Linked DNA regions of Pan troglodytes: region 1 is linked to region 2. The links are chromatin contacts, called in public Hi-C maps. All regions are on one chromosome and are shown on one strand. Each heading gives the region's core, a stretch centred on a gene start, on an enhancer-like site or on the middle of the called end of the contact. The rest is flanking DNA. Distances are from core to core; before and after follow the strand shown.

Region 1 (4,382 bases), core at 828-3,327, 370 kb after region 2:
CAGGAAGATTCAACAGTGTGGACAAAGGCCTAAGGTGAAAATGAACTTGACATGTTTGAGGAGCAGCAAGGTGGGCATCCCAGCCAGAGCAGAGGAAAAAGGGGGCAGATGGAGGGAATTGAGGAGGGAGAGGCTGCTGGCCCCCATCACGTGCCGCCTTCCAGGCCACAGTGAAGACTTTTCATGTTATTCTAGGTGTGACGGGGCGCCTTGGAGTGTTTCAACCCGGAGAGTGACATGATCTGATTTATGTTTGTAAAGTGCCTGGCCAGTGGTAGGCTCTGCCTGGCCATTGGTAGGCTCTGAGTAAATATTTGCTAACAATTTAAAAAAAGAAAAAGAACTCAGATAAAAAAATATTTTAATAGGCTCCTTGGCAGGAGAGAGCCCGTGCTCCCTGTTAATAATGAAAACAGACTGACATTTGTCCAGTGCTCTCTAGTTTACAAAGCTCTTTCACCCCGATGATCTCATCTGACCTCTCATTTGGAGGAAGATATATGACCGCACGACATCAAGGCTCATATGTGTCTCTACAGCTGTTAGAGAAGAGTCTGAGCTTAGGGCTCTGAAGATGCCACGGGCCTCCTCAGTGTGCTCTCCCAGATGGAGGCAGGGAGATTCTCACACTCTTCTCAGAACCATCCTGCAGGCTTAGTTTTGCCAGTCAGAGCCCCCGAGAAGACCAGATCAAGAGGAGATTATGTATGCTCTGGAAGATTTGCTTTTTTTCTCTCTTTTCTACTCAAACATGAGAGTTTCTTAGGTGGTTAAAAAAGAAAAATTATTTAACGTGCCCCTCAGGCCTGGGATTAAGGCCATTAGAAACCATGGCAGCAGGGGGCCCCTAAAGCACCCCTGATTTAAAGAGCTGGTGTCAAGGCCCTCAGTTACATCATGGGACCACCGTCCAGAGCAGGACTGGACAGCCACCACCCCCAGACTCATGGCGCCTCATGCCATGGCCTCAGAAATCACATCGTCCTCCTGGTCTCTCAGCTTTAGTTAAAGTCATCTTTCCTGTGCTATGCCTCCACCCAAATGGGGAAGGCAGACTTTCACCCACTTTTTCCGGGGCCGACCAAAGAGAGAGAGGGAAGGAAGAGACGGGCTAGATTCCCCAGGTTCCCTCCCACTATTCTAACCTCTTCTCCAGGTAAGTCAGGGTGTCCGTCCCAGTTGTCTCACTGTCAATCCGTGACCTTGGGCAGAGGCAGAGGCAGCTGTCTGGTGGGGCAATAGCAGATTTAAAACTCAAGGGTTCCCGGTTCAAAGGTACTGGCAAAACATTGATCCTCTTCCAGCTCAACCCCCTTAATACAGTCCAGGGATTGGAGGCCCAGAGTTCAACAGTACTGGTCTTAGCGGCTGGCCTTTACCATTGAAATGCCATCTCTGCCACTTTAGATACAGTGCTTAAAACGTCCTTAGCCTCTGAGTATTTTTAAATATTTCTTTGTGCCACTTTCAAGCTACTTCTTACAAGAATCATAAAACAGGGCCCTTAGAATTTGTGGAATGAATGCAATTGCTAATGGGCTGCCGTATAATCATCAGCAAAATACATGTCTGCGTTCTGGACGCCAATATACAGTCATAATAGAAAGTAAATCTACATTTTCTGTTGTCAATCATGTTTATTAAATTGAAAAAAAAGTCTCCTCTCCCAGGCAGTCTGAAAAGTGGGAGGAAGATGAATTTATTCTATGTTGGAGGACTAGGCTAAAAATGTAATGAACAGATGCAATTATGCATTCTGATGCAAAGTGCTCCAAGCTGACAGGGAACTTAGAGTGGAGCTCCCAGGCCACAGGCTGCAAAATCTCTAACAACTTTATTCTTATACGCTGGCCTACGGTTCAATCTTGCTTCCTTTGAGTATCTTCTGCAAATAAAAGGCCCTATTCTTCAGCTTCCCCCAGCTTTATTCGGAATGAAAACACCACTTTGTGCCCACGTTGTGTTAAAATAACAGATTTGTGTTCGTTCCTGTAGGTTTCTGATGGGAGGAGGGAGGTGGCCTATCTTCACTGCGGATGGCGAGGTGCCTTTTGGAGGAGGAGGATGGACAGAAAGGGTCTCCAACAGCGAACCTTTGTCCTGCAATGCAAATGAACCTCCGCAAAACAGGGCACAGACAATGCCAGCCTAGTCCTCTGCGCGAAGCGATCCATCTGCAGCTATTTTGTTAACCTGATGTTTCTTACATTCTTTCTCTCATACAAAATACTTGATGTTGACAGCTGTGAATTTTAAACAACCATTCTGTGTATGTTTTTCTAATTTTGTGTATTCAGATTGTTTCTCCATATTAGGGGGGTTGGAAGGCAAGTACTTTGCATTCCTTCATTTAGAGATTTCATGCTTTTCGAAAGTCGTGGCGGTTCTGATCGCTAAACAAAGTAGAAATGAAGTGTGCTCACCAGCAGCACTGGAATGACCGGGGAGTGCAGAAGCACTTTTGAAATAAAAAAGGTTGCACAAGATTACACGCCAAAGCGGACTGGAGGCAGGGCTCAGGAGTGACACATCACTCAGTCACACTCTGGTGGCCCCAGGAAGCTGCATCTGCCCTCACTTACCTGTAAAATGGGGCTGCAACAACATTCTCACAAGGCAGAAAATAAAGATCTCATATATCCAGGTCCATCAACCCAGTTTTATTTCCCCTTTCCAGCTCTAGTTACATTGTTCTGGCAGCCAATCTTTCTTCTTAGGTAGCATGCAAAGGCATGGATTTGTTTTTAAGCATGAAGGAAAACAAAACGTGCTCTCAGACTGAGGCTAGCGTTGATAAGACACCACAATTGGGTGCATGGTTTTAAAACTGGTTTATTTATTTATTTATACCTTTGCCTCACTGATAGAAGGCAGTTCACCACCCAAACCACAAATGATAAAAACAAAAACTCTGGACAAGAAAAAAGGAAGCTGCAAATAGGGCAATTATAAGGCTCATTTTGTTTGCTACCATTGAGCTTTGAAATCTGACTCACAGCTTCCTGGCAGCAAGAGTGAAAAGGGGATGACGATTAATGACAAAGCCTCACTTCACTGGAGTATACAGTTCTTCAAAGGAGAGAAGAATTTTCCAGATGCTTCATTTTCAAATAAATTCTGCACTCAGGGCTCTTTATAAGGGGTCAATGAGAACAGAAGTTCACTGTCAACTGTGAGAGCAAACAGAGTTGCAAAATTGCCAGGGCCAGAGCAAAAAAGTGAAGCAAAGGGGCACCTGTCTAGTGCCCATTCCAGTTGTCTGGTGGTGGGCTCACAGAGTCTCATCTTGAGAAGGATTCAAGACCACATCTAAGCTGGGCAAAAAAGAGGCTACACTACGTTAGAGATGCCTGCCATAGGCAGAGGGCAGATGACGGCCCACACGTGTGCTGAATAACTCCTAACCTTGGCTAAATAAATACAGCACAAATGAGCAGGTTTCTGGTCTCCAACTTGATCCAAAGATAGAGCTCTAGGGGCCTAGTAGACTGGATGGCAATCAGGATTCTTAGATGTCCCTGAATAACACTTTTCTCAGCTGGGACTCTGAGAGGAGCTAGAAGGCTGATTGGAGTTTCTATCAATGCTTTGAAGGCAAAGCAAGCAGATGGTGGGCTTGACAGCCGAAACTGTAGAAGCCTGAGCTGCAACCACACCCGATTCAGGGCTGTACCAGCTCCACACAGGCATGGACCAGATACTCTTTTTTTGTAATTTGTGAGATATTTTTTTCCTATAGGATACACTTTAGGGAATTTCCTCTTTCTATATTTCACGTTTCTCTATTATTTGAACTTATAACACAAATCAGAGAAGAGTATACTTATTTTAAATATTTAGATATTAAAATATTTAATATTAAAATAATTTAGACATTATTTTAAATTAGTCTTCCCTTTTTTTCTTTCTCTTTTCCTTTTCTTTCTTTCTTTCTCTTTTTTCTTCTTTCTTTTCCTTTCTTTCTTTCTCTTCCCTTCCTTCCTTCCTTTCTCCCCTTCCTTCCTTCCCTCCCTCCCTCTCTCTCTCTTTTTCTTTCTTTCTTCCTTTCTTTCTTTCCTTCACTACAAGTATGCCAACAACCTGTAAGGACTATCTTTAGAGTGCGGTAAAGCAAAAATTTGATTAATAGGAACTCATCTAATGGTTTCATTCACTCTACCCTTGGAAAGGAACAGATAATAAGAAAAGAAGCTCAGAGTCTATGGTGGCCACAGATGTTTCACAGACCCTGAAAATTCACTCCATCTTACCCCGTCTTCAGGGTCTCTACTTGGACAGGACAACAGTCAACAGGGTATCCCGAAGGCCTGTCATCAAGAAAACAAGTTAAGAAACAACAACGACAAAACCATTCACTTCATCAATAATCAAGGCAGGAAATA
Region 2 (4,324 bases), core at 1,291-3,790:
CGGGGTTTCTTACCGCCTGGGCACGGGCTGGAAAGCTGTCTTGAGTAACTTTTTCTCCACTTCCAAGGCACTACAGCGATCTAAGGGAAGCGGGGGAAGAAAAAGGAGGGCCTTTAGAGCGCTCGGTTCCGGCGCCCAGGGCCGCAGAAAGCAGGAGTGGAGAGGGACGCGCGCCCTTCGCCCCCCGGGCCCTGCCCCTCCCGGCCAGCTCCGGCACTACCCGCAGAGCCCGCCCCCGCTCCGCGCCCAGCGCTCAGCAGTCACCTGTTCCGCCTTCGGGCTCCGCGGGCCGAGCGAAGGCGGCGGCGGCAGCCGGGTGGCCCGCGGCTCCGGGAAGTCCCAGCAGGTGCGGAGGGGCAGAGCCCAGCAGGGAGAGCGGGTGCTGGCGGGGGCCGGGCGGTGGGCCTGGAAACGGCCGGTTGGTCCAAGCCGGGAACTTGCCCAGCGGCGCTGAGACCAGTCTGTGAGCGGCGGCGGCGGCGGCCGGAGAGAGCTGCAGGGCGGAAGGCGCGACCGCTGCCCCCGGTGGAGACCCCCCCGCGCCGGGAGGCGAGCGGCGCGGGTTGTCCGGGCTTGTGGCAGTCTCCGCGAGGGACCAGATCTTGGGCTTCTGCAGGGCGGAGGCGGGGGCTGGTGCGGGAGCGCAAGGGTCCAGGCTCACGGGGGGCGACGGCAGAGACGGCGAGGCCACGGCCACTGGTGGTGGCGCTGGAGCCAGACTCAGGACTGGTAGTGGCCGGTCCTCTAAGCCCTCAGAGCTATCTTCCGAGTCGCTATTTTTGGAGTCCGAAATGGGTCCCAGGCCTAGGTCGCCATCCCTGCGCGCCGCCCCAGCCAAGGACAGCTCAGGCTCGGTGGCCGCGCCGTCTAAGTTCTCCAAATCGATCTCCTCGTCCTCGTCGTCGTCAGCCAGGCCCTCGCCCCCCGTGTCCTCCTCCTCCCCCCCGAGCTCCTCCTCCTCCAGCTCTAGCTCGCGTTTGCCGTCCTCCTCGTCCTCCTCTTCGTCTTCCTCCTCGCGCTCGCTCCCATAAGCGTTTCCCTCCTCGTCAGTGCGGCTGCGAGGCGCCCAAGTCATCTTATTCTCCTTCTTGAGGCGCCGGCGCGCGTTGGCGAACCAGGTGGACACCTGGGTGAGGGTCATCTTGGTGATGATGGCCAGCATGATCTTCTCGCCCTTGGTGGGGTAGGGGTTCTTGCGGTGCTCGTTGAGCCAGGCCTTGAGCGTGCTGGTGCTCTCCCTGGTGGCGTTCTTGGGACGGGACGGGTCCCCGAACTGGTACTGGCCATACGGGTAGAAGGCGGGGTGCGGGTGCGGAAACGCGGCAGCCGCGGCCGGATGCTGCACCCCGGGGCTGTCCTTCAGCTCATACTGCGCGCCCTGTACGCACATGGAGAAGGAAGGAACACGCGCGGAGGGAGCGCGGGTGAGCCCCAGCCGTCGCTGCCTCCCCCCTCCTGGCCTGCACCCCTCTAGTCCGGCCCCCGCGCGCTCAGCTCGCCCTGCGCCCCAGCGCCAACCCCTCCTTCCCTGGCTCCGCGGGCTCTTACCAGCTGCGGGAAGATGGGCAGCTCCGCGGCGTAGGGCAGGAAGGCGCCGTAGCCTTGGGCGGCGGCGGCCGCAGCGGCCGCGGCGTAGGGCGCCCCGTACACGGACGAGAGCACGTTGGACAGGGACCCCGAGGCGGCCAGCTCCGAGGCTCCGGCACCCGGGCCGCCCCGGGCCCCCGCGCTGCCGCCGCTGCCGCCAGCGGCCCCCGGGCGCTCGGACGGGTAAAGCGGGCGGATGTATTGGTATCCCAGCTGGGGGAAGGACATGGTGGCCCGCGGGGCACCGACGGAGAGGGGGCCCGACCCCCGGGCCGCCCAGCTCAGCGCCGCCCGCGGGCTCCGGCGCGCATCGGGGGCTGGGCCGGGCTTGGGGCCGCGCTGCCGCCCGCGCTGCGCTGTGCTCCGCGTTCGCCTATTGATCTGCTCCGCGGCGGCGACGGCGGCGGCGAGGAGCCAGGTCAGGTCCGAACAGATTGGCGGAGATTCCCGGGGCTCCGGGCTCTGATTGACATTTCTACTGAGCGCAAGCCCCTCCTCTCTGCGCCGCGCTCCCTCCTCTCGGCCGCGGGAGCTGCCTCTGCCCGCTCCTCGCTCCTCACTGCCCTCCTCTCCCCAGCAGTGTCGCGCCTCGCTTCCTTCGCCCTCCTCTAGTTTTCACTCCCCCTCCTCGCCCTTCCTCTCCCCTCCCCTCTCCGCACTCCTCTTCCCCCCAGGATCGCTTCCGCTCCTTCGGGCTCCTGCACTGCCCTGGACGCTATGAAACTCTCCTTTCTCCTCTCCCCTTCTCTTTCCCTTTCTCAGGAGGGCTTTTGCTCTCCGGTCCGTTCCCTTCACTTCTTCCTTTCTCACTACTTCTATTTTTTAAATCTCTCTCTTTACTCACACGATACTCCCCCCAACCTTTCCAGCCTCTGCGCCCTGGGCTAAGTAAGGCAGCCAAAAGTTGTGGACACTTAGGGTGCCGCGCGGGGGGTGTGTGTCCGTGTCTGTCTGTCCATCCCCGCCCTTCCACCCCCTCCCTCGCCTTTCCCCAAATCTCGGGTCTGACGTCGCGCCCTCTTATTCGACTTTTCCCCGCGTCTCTTCCCCGAGTCGCCAATCGCCTGGGCGCCTTACGGGCGAGGCCGCCCACCCCCGCGGATCCCGCGCGCGGGGCGGGGCGGGGCAGGGGCGGGAGCCGGAGCGCCGCGAGTCCCTGCCCGCCCCCTCCTGCTCGCGCCGGGCGGGGGAGCGAGAGGCGCGGGGACTGGGTGAGTGCAGGGTCAGCTCGCCCCTCCCGCCTCCCGCCCCTCCGAGCCTGTCCCCAGGCTGAGGCGCGGGACCTGGGCCGAGGCTGGCTCCGGGAGCTCCCCTGTGCCCGGGCCCCTTTTACAGCTCGCACCTCTCGACTCCCGGCCACTTTCAGCAGCTTAGGGAGGGAGCTAGCAGCCGGCGTGGGGGTGGGGAGCGAGGGAGTGCGTCCTAACAGAGTCTTCAGAGGCCACCTCGGTGCCCTGCGGGGGCGAGGCAGCCCCCAACCCAGCAGGACCAAACCCAGAGATTAGCCACTTAACGCCGCCCCCGGGTCCGTGTGCGAATCCCTTACTAAAAATGGCGGGCTGGCTCCGGGGGCTGAAGGGTGGCAGCCCGGGGGCGCTGGAAGGGTAGGGAGCCGCCACAAATCGGTGAAGCAGGCCCGCGCCCCAGGCGGCTGGGAATGGGGGAGGAGCAGGGCGCCGGGGGACAGAGGCCCTAGGAACTTTTGAAGAGCTCTTCGAGAAGTTTCTGTATTGGCGTTTTCGTCTGTGGAGATCCTTCCTTGCGCGACCCCTACCCCTTCTCCTGGTCCCGGCGCTAACCTCTTTTCTCTCTGCAAGGATCCTCCCACCGCCTCCGGTGGGTATGGAAAGCAAGAGTTTTGGTTTAATGATGGGATATTTCCTAAATCAAACTTGAAATCTCAGGATCGGGCGCCCACCTTCACGGATTAGGGCGTGCAGTCGATAGCGGCATTGAAATTCCCAGCATTGCCGCGGCTGGGGGCTCAGAGCTTTAGGCCGCGGCGGCGACCCACAAGCCGGCCAGGCCTGCAGTGAGCACGCCCCGGAGACAAAACGGGGGTGGTGACTCTGCGGTGGAGTGGCCAGCCCCAGCTCGGAGGCGGAAACCGTCACCTTGCATGGATGGATCCAGGAATCGAATTCGAATTCCACCAGAGTGGCGGGATCAGAGGAGATCAGAGGGTCTTGGCCCCGGCTGTCTCTGATCACAGCTCTGGGGAGCCCAGCTCTGGAATGAAAAATTCTTCCACCTCCACGGCAGACACCCAGTTTTGATCCCACCCCCACCGCCCACCTCCCACTTCCCACCTCCCACCTCTTTCCGTGGGTCTTGGCACAAGCCCACGGCCCTAGTAGGTGTGAACGCCAAAAACCTTGCGCGGGCGGGATGGGGGCGGGGAGGAAACAAGGGAAAGTTTTGGGAGGACCAGGTTTTGGGGGCAATGAGGGAAAGTGGGGTATTCCCAGACTGCATCTGAGTAGTTTCCCTATCACCTTCTCTTCCGCCTCTGCCTGGTGCTGGGGAGCCTGGTGGCTTCTCAGGAGCCTCGCCGGAGGAGGCGTCATCAGGGGCCGCCCTGGCTTTGAAATATCTCTTCGACGCCTGATTTCGTTTCCCGTTAAACCTCACAGAGAGTGGCATAGGGAATGTTGGGCTCACTTTCACGCGAAGAAACTTGGGGTTACAAAATTGAGAGTAACGTTATTTTCCGGGATGTGTCCTAGGTGTCAGACCT

What was found. Hi-C and Micro-C count contacts between places; a contact is called where the count stands out from the background.
Region 1: a contact with region 2 is called in a Hi-C map of stem cell-derived neural progenitor cells, with 4 times the contacts expected there. The contact joins the enhancer-like site here to the promoter of IRX3 in region 2. A contact is called at or near these places in 2 of 7 Hi-C or Micro-C datasets (induced pluripotent stem cells and stem cell-derived neural progenitor cells) and 1 of 1 datasets of contacts at active chromatin or transcription factors (stem cell-derived excitatory neurons).

What each region holds. Positions count from the first base shown.
Region 1 is chr18:52,602,579-52,606,960 of NHGRI_mPanTro3-v2.0_pri, forward strand. No RefSeq gene overlaps it. Among named protein-coding and RNA genes, the nearest start is that of IRX5, 280 kb to the right of the region's middle. Within about 2 kb of position 2,078, at least 8 of the 24 cell types and tissues checked have an H3K27ac peak or open chromatin away from gene starts, as enhancers often do. A contact at or near this core is called in stem cell-derived neural progenitor cells, where this site is marked.
Region 2 is chr18:52,231,810-52,236,133 of NHGRI_mPanTro3-v2.0_pri, forward strand. It overlaps IRX3 (iroquois homeobox 3), which reads right to left and starts at 2,541. Exons shown (of 4, transcript XM_016929854.3): 1 at 1,549-2,541; 2 at 265-1,378; 3 at 14-80. The coding sequence starts at 1,815.